Regions from separate parts of the Mus musculus genome. Here region 2 is linked to region 1. A link is a contact called in public promoter capture Hi-C data. All regions are on one chromosome and are shown on one strand. The core of a region is the stretch at or near the end of the contact, and the rest is flanking DNA. Distances in the headings are between cores, read along the strand shown.

Region 1 (6,347 bases), core at 655-3,154:
TACTTCATATCAGAACCTCGTTTTATCCCTAGGTGTCTTTAAATAGACAAAATGCTAATCCCATTTCCATAAGTGAGAAATCAAAACATAGTGTGAATAGTTTATCCAAGGTTATAGAGGCACAGAAGGAGAGAAGCCAGACCACACCCAAGGCTACACAAAGGAAAAAGCTAAGTTCCATTCACATTCCCAAAGAACTTCTTTGAGACACAGCCACGGGAGACCCCTCCAGAGATGTTCCATTAAAGAGAATTGTCTCAACCCTTGGGCTGCTTTTTCTGACCACTCTTGAGTGTGTGTCCGTGTCCATTACCTGTCCATTTCTGTTATCTAGAAAGGAAGCATTCTATTTTCATGGCCTATTCAGGACCATTTGCTTCTCTTCCTTTGATTTCTGGCTGTGTGTGATCCCGTTGGGGCAGAATGAACAGGCAGAAGACTAACCATCCATCAGGCATGTTGAGGTGTGACCCAGATCTTGCATCAGATGGAAGCTGCATTCTACACACTTATGGGACATGGCGGTGACCACTTGGCTCAAGGCTGCGCAGATATTAATAACTATCAACAGTGACTGCCTGACCCTTCCCTCTGGAGTGGAACCCCTCTGCAACATGCCAGGTGGATGTCCTCAAACCTGAGAGAAATGGCTAACTCCGGTCTCTCTTCTAACTCTGTCATCATTTCAGAGCTGTCCAGGACTGCAGCCAGCCCTTCCTACATTGAAATCCCCTCTCCGTGGAGACACCTGCTTTGGGCTCATCCGAGTCTCTTCCGTTTATGAATCCTTCCAGTATCTTCTCTGTAATTCAAACCACAGTTTTCTTGAACAACAGTAAAGTCTGACTTATTGTCCTAGTTTTAATTTATTTTTAAGATAGGGTTCTACTATGTAGCCCAAATGGTCTCCAATTCTTTATGCTCCTGCCTCTGTCTCTGTGGGGGAGATTCACTCTGGTCCTTGGACATGCTAAGCATGTGCTCTACTACCAAGCTACACACCCCAACCCATGCTTATATATTTCTTTGGAACATGGGATCACGATGCAGAAGAGACCCGAGTGGAATCAGGTATAGAGCAACAAGTTGTGGACAAATTTCAGTCATAGACTTGAGCTTGGACATTTACAAACTGTGCCAAAGAACTGTGTAACCCCAGAGGCAGCAAACATTCTAAGTTCCATCTCCTATTCTGTAAAATGGGAAGACAGATGGAGCGGGCACATACAGTGCTGAGGGCATTAGACAAGCTAACAGTACTGAACCATTGGCGGTTAGTGCTTCCCACACATCCAGGTTTGTTTAATGACACTGGATAACAGATGAGTTAATCCCAGAACTGGTGGAACAATCCTGGCACCCCAGCACTTAGGAGGTCGAGGCTGGAGAATCGTCACAAGTTTGAAGTCAGGTGGGTAGTAGGGAAAGAAAGCTTTCGCAAAAAGGCAAACCAAGACAACAATCAACAAAACAATAACCAACAAGAACCCCTTTCATATCGGTCCCGCACTGCCCATTACACCACAAAGCCTTCCACACCAATTACTGAAGACAAAGGCAACTAGCATAGACTTTCTAACATTCACAGGATGACCTCACTGGTTCTCTGAAGTAATTAAAGGTTAAAGATAGTTTTGGACATCGCCCAGGCTCTAAAACCCTGGGTCCCAACCTTCCTGTCATTTGCATTCCAATGTAGCCACCTCACCGGTCCAGCCTCACCCGCAGGCGACTCCAGCAGCCAAGTGGACGCTGGCCAGCACACGGGAGCTACGGTCAGGCTGTGCTGGGCCAGGTGGCCCGGGGTGTGGCCTGCGTAGGACGTTCGAGGGGGCGTGGTCTCCTGGGGGCGTGGTCTTCCGCAGGTGCGTCTAGGGGCTCCGGTTTCACTGAAACAGGTCCCGCCCCAGGAAGGCTCAGTGAAGCTCGTGTTAAGGGAAGGGACCCTGTGCTCAGAGTAGGGCTCCGAGTTTCGAACCACTGGTGGCGGATTGCCCGCCCGCCCCACGTCCGGGGATGCGAAGTCTCAGCCTGGCGTGGCTGCTGGGAGGTATCACCCTTCTGGCGGCCTCGGTCTCCTGCAGCCGGACCGAGAACCTTGCACCGGGTGAGCTCGAGCGGCGAAGGAACGCTCTGGGCTGGTGGGGGAATCGGGGAAGGCGGGCACACCCCCTGGACACTCTCTGTAGCTTTGATGGGGGTCCCTAACCAGGACCAATCAGCCGGGACACCTAAGTGCCACCAAAGACGCGCTAGAAACAATCCTGGTCTGGGCACTTCCAATCTCTACTCGTCGACGTGGTTCGGGGAGATAAGGAAGGAGCGCCCGCAGGACTCAGCCTCCCCTCCCTGCGGTCGTTCCTTTACAAACACTGAGTCAGTAATTGGTTTTCGCGGACCCTGCGAACTACGTCCTATAGGGTCTTACTAGACCCCCGGATTATAGCAGTTTGATGGCTCACGTATGGGTGGAGTGAGTGGGAGCCCGTGCCCTGGGAAGTTCCCACCTCGAGTTTTACACTCGCACCCACCCACTCACTGAACCCTTTCTTTGCGGGTTGAACCACAGTGTTCAAGACCCACTCGGGGCTACGGTACCTGGCATCGCAGTGGATGCGCTGGGCACGGGACTCAGGCGGTTTGAATGTCACGTGGTGGTAGAAGGGGCCCTTTCGGACCCTTACCAGGTGAAATCTCCAGCCTAGAGATTTCGAGACCTTCCCGCCGCCGGGAGCGAACACTGGCAGCCACCCAGGTCTCTCTCTGAGGCTGCCATGCCCAAGGAACCGAACTGCAGGAAAGCGGTTCGGGGCGGTGCTCCTCTGGCCCGCTGCCGGCTTGGGCGTTGCAGCTCCTGGTGAGCTCGAACTGGCCCTTCTAGAAGCCACGGAGACCTCTGTAGGCTGTAGGGTGGGGTGGGGGGGTGTTTGCTACCAGTGATAGCGCTATTGCAAAACCCGGCCTGGCGTTTCCGTTCTAAACTTGCTGTAGTCTTAAAGGCTATTTCTCACTTTTACTTTGTCGTTAAGTTGTAGAAGAGCGTCCAACCCCTCTCCGTTTGCCTGTCATTTAAAGTTAGAAATTTAAAAACTCAGGAACAAAGTGTGTGCAAACTTAAAAAAAAAGTGGTTGGAGGTGATTACTTTCGTGATTTACCTAGTATAGGAAGCATACCCTGATTAGTCGGCTTCCTCTGTTTTCAGAGTGAGGAGATTGGGAGGTAGAGGTTCCTAGCGTACGTGGTGAACTTGATTTTAACAACAACAACAAAAAAATTGGGTTACTTGTTAACCCGAGCTACTTAATATCCCAACTTGGCTTTTCTCTCTGCATAATTATGCTCCATTGCCGGTAACTTTCCTAAAGAGTTAGTCTAGTAACAGAGACTTTAGATACCGGGAGGTATTGGGTCCGTCCCCCCCCCCCCATTGTAATTAAATTAATTTTGGTTAGGACACGGGGCACCTTGCTTGCCTTCTTTGCTCATGCCGCTTAGGTCTGGTCTTTCTGCGTGCTCCTTGGCCTGTTAAACAGCAGATTGAGCTTGGTTTTCTCCACCCCCAAAAAATTGTTTCTCGGAAAGGGTCCCAGCTGGGGGGAGGGGCACTGAATTGCGAATGTGACGTTTAAGTCAGTTTCCCACAGACACAATCACTACTACTGTCTCCCTCTCCTGCTCCCCTCCCCCTCTTCCATCTCCATATTTTGTTTCTTGATTTCTTGCCATGCTGGGCATCCAACCTAGGGCTTTGCACAGGCTGGGCAAGTGCTGGACCGTTGCTATTTTCCTAGTCACACAGTCAGTCCATTTCAGTTTTAAGACTGGATCTTCTTGGGTGTGTGTTTGTTTTTTTGTTGTAGTCTTCCTTTTCTTCCTTTGAATTAGTCTCATTGTGTATCCCTGGTTGCTCTGAAATTGTCTATGTTGACCACACTGGCCTTGAACTTGCAACACTTTTGTCTGTTCTCCTGAATGATGGGATTACAGGAATGCACTACCATACCTAGACAACATTTTAAAATGTAATTTTAGAAAAATTATGTGCACTGGTGTTTTTGCCTGCATTCATATCTGGGTGAGGGTGTTGGATCCCCTTGAACTAGAGTTACAGACAGTTGTGAGTCCACGAGGGTACAATGCTGAGGCATCTTTCCAGCTCCCGATAACATTTTCTTTTTTTAAATTATAACATTAATATGTGGTCACTGAGAAGAGAAAACAGGGAAAGGAGAAATTTAACGGAATCATCCTAAACATTGGTACTTAAAATAACCACTTGCTAACATTTTGATTTATATCTTTCCCATGCTTTTGTACATGAGGAATACATAAAATACACATTTCTAAATTAGAAAGCCTTGTACAAGTATGGGATTTAACATGTAAAGGTCAGTAACACAATTTTAACAGCTTTAAAAGATGGCATATACACACTAACATGCACACACACACACACACACACCAGGTGTGGCCCAGGTATTAGGCACTAAACCTAGGGCCTCTGTGTATTAACCAGTCACTTTGCCACTGAGCTAGAGCCTCAGCCCTAATTTTACATTTTATTTTGAGGCAAAGTCTCCTTAAATTGCGCAAACTTTCCTCGAGTCCACTAGGTAACCCAGGTTGGCCTTGAACCTGGGGTTCTACTTCCTCATCCCGAGTAGCTATGGTTATAGACCAGCACCGGCAAACCTGGCTTCGTCTTGTTAAATTAATGTTTTGTGAACAGGCACACAGGATCTTTCCGAGGTCTCGTAGTATAAAAGAACTCTAGTGAACGTGGAGATGGGACTTGAGGTTGATGCTTGGTGCCTCTGCCTTCCTCCTGTTACTGATTAACCGTGATCCCTCAGGCCTCATGAAGTCTGTATTTGACTTTCTTATGGTTTTACTATCTGGACAAATGTTGAGGAAAACAGTTCCCCTTGGGAAAAAGAAAAAGAGTTTGCAAAGTTCGCTAAAAGTGTACCTAGGAAAGGATGGATAGGTTGAATATTAATAGTTGTTAATAGCAACTGAAACCTTTTTTTCTCTCCATCTGGTGCTCCCAAGAGTTGGTAGCGAAGAACTCTGGGAAAGGGCCAAAACACTGAGACCAAGCCTACCACCAACTGGTGTCCCTTAAACCACAGAAGGACCATCCTGCTGTCCTAGGACTTACTTGCATTTCAACAATAAATCTATATACAGTCAGGAGACAGGCTTCTGTGCATGTTTTGTAGGGGTGTTATAGCTCTTGTAAGTTACTGAAATAGTTTTGATATGGAGATGATTATTTTGTACCATGGTTAAACAGTGATTCAACTTTTAAAAAGATTGTGTCAGCTTGCATTATGAGTGGCCGAAAACCTAAGACAGAGAGAGCAAGGTTTGCTCTTCTCCCGATGTTCTGCTTCAAGGAAACACACTTTTTATAGCTTGGAGAGAGGAAAGCCTTGTACAAGTATGGGATTTAACATGTAAAGGTCAGTAACACAATTTTAACAGCTTTAAAAGATGGCATATACACACTAACATGCACACACACACACACACACACACACACACACACACACACACACACACACACACCAGGTGTGGCCCAGGTATTAGGCACTAAACCTAGGGCCTCTGTGTATTAACCAGTCACTTTGCCACTGAGCTAGAGCCTCAGCCCTAATTTTACATTTTATTTTGAGGCAGCCCTAATTTTACATTTTATATTGAGAGGACCCTAGATTTCAGGTTTTTTGAATAATGTACATTAGAGTCTTATGAAGCAGATGACAGCGTATTATTTTATTGGTTTCTTGTTTACAGTTGGCTGTATATTTCCTGTAGGAAGGTGAGTGTCTAATCTTAGGACTAGGGGTATAGTAACTTAGAAGCAGGCTGATACACAGGCCCGTTTCCTGTTTGGCAGTCGTGGGGGCTGGGTGTGGCCACGAACATGAGTGGGTGTATGTTTTTGTATGCCTGACAGGAACTGTTGATTGTAGCCCTACAAATAAGATGCACTCAGAGCCAGGTACTCTGGTGTGTCCCCAGTTCGTAGTCACCCATAGTCTCCGCTCAGTTTTGAAACACTGAGCCTGGTTTACAACTAGCATCAGGGATACCAGCAGTTTGGTATGCAATACAGAAAGGACAGAGCCTCAAGGACCTTTGAACTGGGACACAGAGTGGTTTAATGTGAATGGCTGCTACCGTTTGCGTGTTGTTTGTGTTCTGTATTCAAGATCTTGCTGAATAGCCCAGACTTGCCTGGAACTCATGATCTCCTGTCCCAGACTCTTCAGTGTTGAGTTTAAAGCTGGGATTCCCAACTCTATTTTGTGAGGGGCTTGGGGAGGCAGCCTGGAAATCA
Region 2 (6,969 bases), core at 908-3,407, 1.0 Mb before region 1:
CATAACCACCCGTAATGAGATCTGGCGCCCTCTTCTGGTATGTTTGAAGACAGCTACAGTGTTCTTATGTGTAATAATAAATAAATCTTTAATAAATAAACAAATCTTAAAAAGAGAAAATGCAAATGTATTACACAATGTGTTTAGTAGATTCTTAAATTATAAAGATGCAATACTGAAACCATCACAATAAAATTTCAAAAATAATCACAGAATTAAATACAACATAATTTTCTACTATGTAAATAAAAGTTAACACTTGGAAGCCTTGCATCTGGCATTCTTAAGTCTATCCCAGGCCTTTTCAATCTAGGACACTGTAGATACTTTAATAGCCTAAATTTCAGACAATTCCAGAAATGATGTTCAAGAACACTAGAAGCAGAATGATTTCTTAATGGGCATTAGCACATGACTTAGTATCTTATGACCAGCTTGTTAAGGGACCAGCCCTGATTCTCCCTCTGGAAACTAACTGCTTGCTCTAAGCATTTCTTAAAGTTTAACAGGAAAGGACTGGGAAGTCATAAAGACTGAGTCTTCCCACAACAAAAACGTAAAATACAACACACTGTGAAATATTAACAAGATCACTTATTTCCAGCCCTATAAATTCTATCTAGGCTTAAAGGAAAGAAAGAAAGAAAGAAAGAAAGAAAGAAAGAAAGAAAGAAAGCTGAAACGGTGCTTTTAAAAGTACAGAGGCAAAACAAAACAAAAAATGTCTTTCCTTTCTGTACAAATACTGCATTACTAAATAACGCTCCTTTTCCTGAACTAAAGGTCGGTCTTCCTTCTGACACGTTCCAACTTACTATTAATATTTCTTATCCACAGCTTGCCAATTCAATAGCTCTTTTCTGAACTTGGACAAGGAGGGGGTAAGGTACAAAAGTGCCGCACACGCTTCCTACACCAAAGATCACTCACACCTCAAAGTTTACTATCTCAGATTTCAAGGCCAAACCCAGTCAACTGGTTTGCCTAAGTTACACCAATTAAGAGCCGAACAGCACCTGCCCCCATTCTGGTAGGGGCCTCCAAAATACAGTCTGAAAGGTCGATTTCACCGCCCTCCTGCCCAGCACTTCTTCAGACACCACGGGTTGCCCAACCCAGATTCCTACACCCCAGACAGCTGCGGCCTTGGGTTCCAAGTTACCAGATGCACCTTGCCTCCCGAACTAGATCACGGATTTAATACAAGCTTTCCAAGGTCCTCCGCCAAAGCTGACAGGATCCAGGAATTGGGGGGCTAGCGGTAAGGACAGTCCCAAGCACCTCCTATCCCATCCCTGGCCAGGCACTCATTCCAAGACGACCTTTCGGCCCCGCACCCCAGCACATTCCGCAGCCCCCGCCCCGGGACAGTCGGTGCCTCCAGTCCAGCCCCACCCCAGGTCCCGAGCGGCTCCCCCTCGCCTCGCGGCAGGTGAGTCCCGGCAGCGGATCCACGGTCCCCGCGGGGCAGCTCACCTTGCTGAGGACCCCGCAGCGCTCCACAGGCGGCCCGGACTCCGTCTCCGGATCCTCCTCCGAGCCCGACGAGTTCCAGCTCTGGTTATCCGACATGGAGACGCGACAGCCGAGCAGGAGACCGGCCCCCGCTCCGCGAGCTGCGCCAGTGCAGGCGCCTAGTCCCTGGGGTGAAGGGTCGGGGGATGGCACCGCCAAGAGAGCCCGCTCCGGGGAGTGAGGGAACAGGAAGAGGGACGAAGCGCGCCCGCCGCGCCGCCGCCGCCGCGCCTGACACCGAGCGGACCGGGGAAGGAGGACGAGCGGCGAAGAAAGCCTGCCCTTCCAGCCGTCAGCCGCCGTGGCCGTGACCCCTGCGCTGCGCCCGGCGCCGCCACCTGAACTCGGCCCCCTAGATGCCAACCTCAGTCAGGGAGGGAGGAGGGGAGGAAGACGGGAAGAGCCAAGCCAACGGCAGAGACCCAGATCCACTCACTCACACCTCCGCTACAGCCGCCATCTTCCTGCCGGGTCCACTATTTACCCTCCCTCCTCTCTCAGCTCCCTCCCCTCCGTCCTCCCATCCTCCCTCCACCCCGCCCCGGGCCCCTCCCGGCGGCTCGCGACGCTCCCTACCTCCGGCCCTCCCGGGTGACGACGGGTAGGGAAGGAGGCGGAGCCGGGAGAGGAGAAAGCTGAACAGGGAAGCCGCTGCGCTGCATTCTGGGAAGGCTGGCGCTCCGTCCGCCGCGCAGCCTCCTGGGAGTTGTAGTCGCAATCCTAGGCAACTGGTGTGTGTCCTGGGCGCGCCTAAAGGCTGGTTGCCTAGGGGAACCTTCTGAAGGCAAGTGGGCTTCTTTTGAGAGTTGCGTGCCCCTTTCCGTCCAGCCTGGCTTCCGATTCTGCCTTGCGTGTTTGTGACGAGCCAGCGAGCCGGGACGTGAGAACCCTCAGGTGAGGATGGTGGGCTGTGCGACGCTGCTTTCCGGAAAGCCCGGGAACATCTTTGCAACTTGCCTGGGCAAAAATGATAGGGACTCCGTCGCTTCACTCAGGTTAGGAGTTTATGATCTCTCCAGTCGCAAACTGAAGATTTGCTTCCTCTCTAAAACCGTCACTGTTAATTCCGAAGGACTACTGTCTATGTCTTCGGAAGTAGACTTAATATTTGACGTTTACTGCTGTTGGAGGAAGAATTCCTTCAGACTATTTTCTCACTGTTAATTTATAGAATTTTTATCTCGTGCAATTAATGTTGAGGTTGTCAGAGAACAAATAACGTTTAAAGAACTTCTTAAAAAGGAAATTAGGGTCATATTATATCCTGAAGTTTTCTCTTAGTTGTGAACAAGTATCTCCCCGGAGACCCATGTTAACCATCTTTTTCCTCCCCGGAAGACAGGATAACTTGGATAGAAACTTTCTATCATTAAGATCAAAATGCGAGTTTTACTAAATAATAAGGAATTAGGCAATAGGTAGCTATCAAATTCCTGATCATTTCCAACTTTGAAATTCCTTATTTAACTGCAGAAAGAATTTCTACCTGCTACCCAGATGGAAAAGTAAGAAATTTTGAGTGTTTGGGGGTAGGGTGGGGTGTTAAGGCACAATGACTAAGAAAAAACAAACAAACAAAACAAACAAAAACTCTGGGAGCAATCGAAGAGTCCTACACTCCACATGACAGGAAGTAGCCCTGAGAAGTTCTTGTGTAGAAGCATTCCTGGAGACTAAATGCAGTAGAATCTAAGTCTACTGTATGTCAGATACAAATGATTTTCCATCGTAAAATCATGACAAACATAACTGAAAGATATTCAAATGAATAAAACCTTAAGAGATAAAGATTTTAAGAATACCTTATCAGGGTGTTAAAACATAGCCCAAGGAGATATATGTACACACACACACACACACACACAGAGAGAGAGAGAGAGAGAGAGAGAGAAGAGGGCAAACCACTTTGTAAATTACAAGAGTATGCATTTAGATAGTTTGCTTTGCTTACTAAGTCAGATATGAATAGAATTTCTGATTCTTGTGCTAGGTTTTAGAATCACTGCTCTTAAAGAAAGTGGTTGTAAATATTGAGGAACTCACCTCACAATGCAATTTAGAATCACAGAAACAGTGTTATGTTTAATTTCTAAAAAGAACCTTCAATTTATTTGGTGACTCATTTAGGTTTTGAGTAATTGTGACCACCAACACCCAGCTCCTGCTTGCTCAGTTGAAAATTGCTTCCTTGTATTTAGTGTTAATGTTTGAGAAATTGCCTCCGTTGCATGGGTCCTTTGTACTAGAGGCTAAGATATTTTAAGTACAGGAAGATTTTTGTCTAGTGATTAGATTACCACATTAGAAATTATGGTTTGCATTATTACTGTTAGCAGAAAGCAGTGCCCTGCAGTAGCCATGCCGGAATGAAGGGTACAAGCTTTCTTTATTTCATAATAAAAATGGCCGCTGTCCAGCTGTCTGTCTTACATAGGGCCTTTTCTAATCCTTGTGCAGTGCTCCTCATTTTCATTAGCTTAATTTTTAGATCTTGTAAAATATGGGGTTTACTTTAGTGTGTAGAATGAAGTAAGAAATTAATTGTTGGTTTTTGGTTTTTTGCAACTGGGCATTTGGACCTGGCATTTTATTAAAGACTATTCTTTGTTTGTTTGTTTGTTTGTTTGTTTGTTTTGGGGGGTTGCTATTATTGTTTTAGTTGGTTGGTTGTTCAGTGATTTGGGGGTTTTTGGGTGTGTGTGGGGTTGGGGGGGGGGTTTGAGACAGGGTTTCTCTGTGTAGCCCTGGCTGTCCTGGAACTCACTTTGTAGACCAGGCTGTCCTCGAACTCAGAAATCCGTCTGCCTCTGCCTCCCGAGTGCTGGGATTTAAGGAGTGTGCCACCATGCCCGGCAAAAATACACTTTTTTTTTTCGGTTTGGTTTGGTTTGGTTTGGTTTGGTTTGGTTTGGTTTGGTTTTTAGAGACAGGATTTCTTCGTGTAGCCCTGGCTGTCCTGGAACTTGCTTTGTGGACCAGGCTGGCCTTGAACTCAGAGATCCACCTGTCTGTGCCTCTCAAGTGCTGTGCAATTAAAGGTGTGTATCATCAGCAACCATCCTGAACAGTCTATTCTTACTCTTACACAGATATGCCACCTTTATGACATATACAAACCCCGATGTATAGCCCTGCTACTGGGCTTCATTCTTTTCCTTTGATATATTTATAGCTATACCAATACTGTATTGATTTAATTGCTGTTTGCTTTTATATATTCAATGAAGAAATTGTCCTGGTCTTTTTTATTTTTCTAAAAATGTTTTAGATTTTCCAAAAGGATATGAAAGTAGCTAATTGAATTAGTTGAGAAATTGTGGGAAGATTTGGTGCTGGAAAGATGTTGCTCAAACACAAGGACCTGAGTTCCCATCCCTAATCCCCATGGACATGCCAGGCAGGGTGGTGCACGCCTGTAGTTCCAGACCTGTCTGGGTGGGACACGTGCATCCCTAGAGCTCACTAGCCTGCCAGCCCAGCTGAAATCATGCATTCCCAAGCTATGTGAGAGACCTTCCTTGTCCCTAAAAACAAGGTGGAAAGCAATTAAGGAAACTACTCAAAGTTGTCCTAGTCTCTACAGTCACACACACACACACACACACACACACACACACATGCATGTTCACACATACCTGTTAGTACATATACACATATCCATATGAAAATATTCAGTCATTAAAACACAGATACAGAAAATAAGTAAGTATAAAGATTTGAATTGTGACTGCACTTAATTGGTAAAGAAATCATATCCACACAGTATTATTTGTGTCAGCCAGATACCTTAAATATGTGATCTGACTTTTACCTTAAAAGTCATGTGAGTGGAGCATTGTTGGTCCTGTTATCCCATAAAGGATAATGAACTGAAGCACCGTGAGGCTGAGTAACTTACCCAGTGTCCCATGGCTACTAAGTGGCAGAGTTAAGATTTGAACCTACGTCTCTAAGTCTCTTTTATGTCCAAGTTTATATAAACCCCTTTCTGCTTTTTGAACCTAAGTCTTCTAGTTTCAAGTCCAAATAAACCCTTTTCTGTGCTTCTTAATACCACACTGGGAGGCAGTGTATAAAAATGATTCTATAGATGAGTGCCTCCAAGCCACTATATAAAACAATGAATTCAATAGATAAGGTATACATGCCACAATGCTTTTAATTCAGGCACTGATATTTAGCATTTCCCATTTTCCTCATCTACTGCCTTGTTTTTGCCCAACACCAGTTCTTTAGAGTTCATTATTACCTTCTATTTATAATATTTTATGTGAAGAAGCTTAACCGCAGAAAGGTTAAATTTTTCTTCCAAAAAGTCATAGTAAAGATGTATTTGAGGGCTGAGCCCCAAGCATCCAGACTTCAGAGTTCATTCTCACACCAGTGGAGTTTTCCCTCAACTCTTTCCCCTGGTTCTTCTACACCAATAGCAATCCCAGGCCTTCTTGTGCCTTGTATTCCACTGCCAACATCTAGAAGCCAAAATCCCTAGAGGTGTTGGAAATAAAAAATCCCTAGAGCTGTTTTACTGATTAACAATAGAGAGTGATGATAGACACCTCAAAGATGAGTTTCGGGGAACCCAGGTCAGTCAGTACAAAGCCTGTGTGTTCCTTATTCCTATAATAATCGTTACAATAAAGATGCATTTTGAGTTAAATAATGCCTTTTAGCTAATCTGGAAATTTAACTGCTCTTTATTAAAACTGTTCCCACCTCTAAAAACTATGACCAGTTAAAAATCGAAGAAACACTATTTTGCAAACTTGAAACTGGAGCTGTTACCATGTGAAGTAGAGGTGGTAATCTATGAACTGTGGCTGTCTGAAAATCACGCTGCTTGGGGCTCAGTACCTCTAATCCATCTAATCCAGGTACTCAAGAGGCTGTCTGGGGATTGTGAGTTACAGGCTACGCCTAGGCTGCATACCAAGACTCTGTCTCACTAAACAAACAAATCTTAAGAAGAGATGAACTAAATATAACATGTTAATAACACAGCTGTATTGGTAACCTTATTTTCATGACTGGAATAATTACCTAGGTGGCAACAGAACTGATCATTCAAGTTTTCTTCTGTATCATTTTATATGCAAAACACCCCCCCCCCCAATATCTACATGAGTTGATGTATGTTTATACTAGCTAAAGTGTCCAAGAACCTCCTCAAATTCAGTTAACATGAATTAACTTTCAACTCAGGGTTACTAGTGTTCTTGTTTCCTCTACATTTTCTATTTTACGATTGAGAGGAGTGCCCATTGTAGCACTTCTTCTCCTACCCTGTTGATGTCCTCTTTTTATGTTGTAGGGTTTTCCTGGCTTGTTTGTTCTGTTGTTGTTTGGTTTTTAGTTTTTTGAGACAATGCCTCAACCTGTTGCCAATCCTCCTGCTTTAGTCTCCCAAATACTGGGATTGCAAGTGTGAGCCACCATGTACACCTCCGCATTCTT

Evidence for each region. Promoter capture Hi-C pulls out the DNA fragments that hold promoters and counts their contacts.
Region 2: a promoter capture Hi-C map of embryonic stem cells shows a contact between it and region 1, with 2.3 times the contacts expected there. The contact joins the promoter of Polk here to the promoter of F2rl1 in region 1. A contact is called at or near these places in 2 of 39 promoter capture datasets (embryonic stem cells and liver), 1 of 484 Hi-C or Micro-C datasets (embryonic stem cells) and 4 of 115 datasets of contacts at active chromatin or transcription factors (embryonic stem cells and stem cell-derived neural progenitor cells).

The regions. Positions count from the first base shown.
Region 1 is chr13:95,520,797-95,527,143 of GRCm38.p6, reverse strand. F2rl1 (coagulation factor II (thrombin) receptor-like 1) reads left to right here and starts at 1,904. Exons shown (of 2, transcript NM_007974.4): 1 at 1,904-2,107. The coding sequence starts at 2,017.
Region 2 is chr13:96,537,767-96,544,735 of GRCm38.p6, reverse strand. Polk (polymerase (DNA directed), kappa) reads left to right here and starts at 2,157. Exons shown (of 15, transcript NM_012048.3): 1 at 2,157-2,409. It overlaps Cert1 (ceramide transporter 1), which reads right to left and starts at 2,001. Exons shown (of 18, transcript NM_023420.2): 1 at 1,477-2,001. The coding sequence starts at 1,572.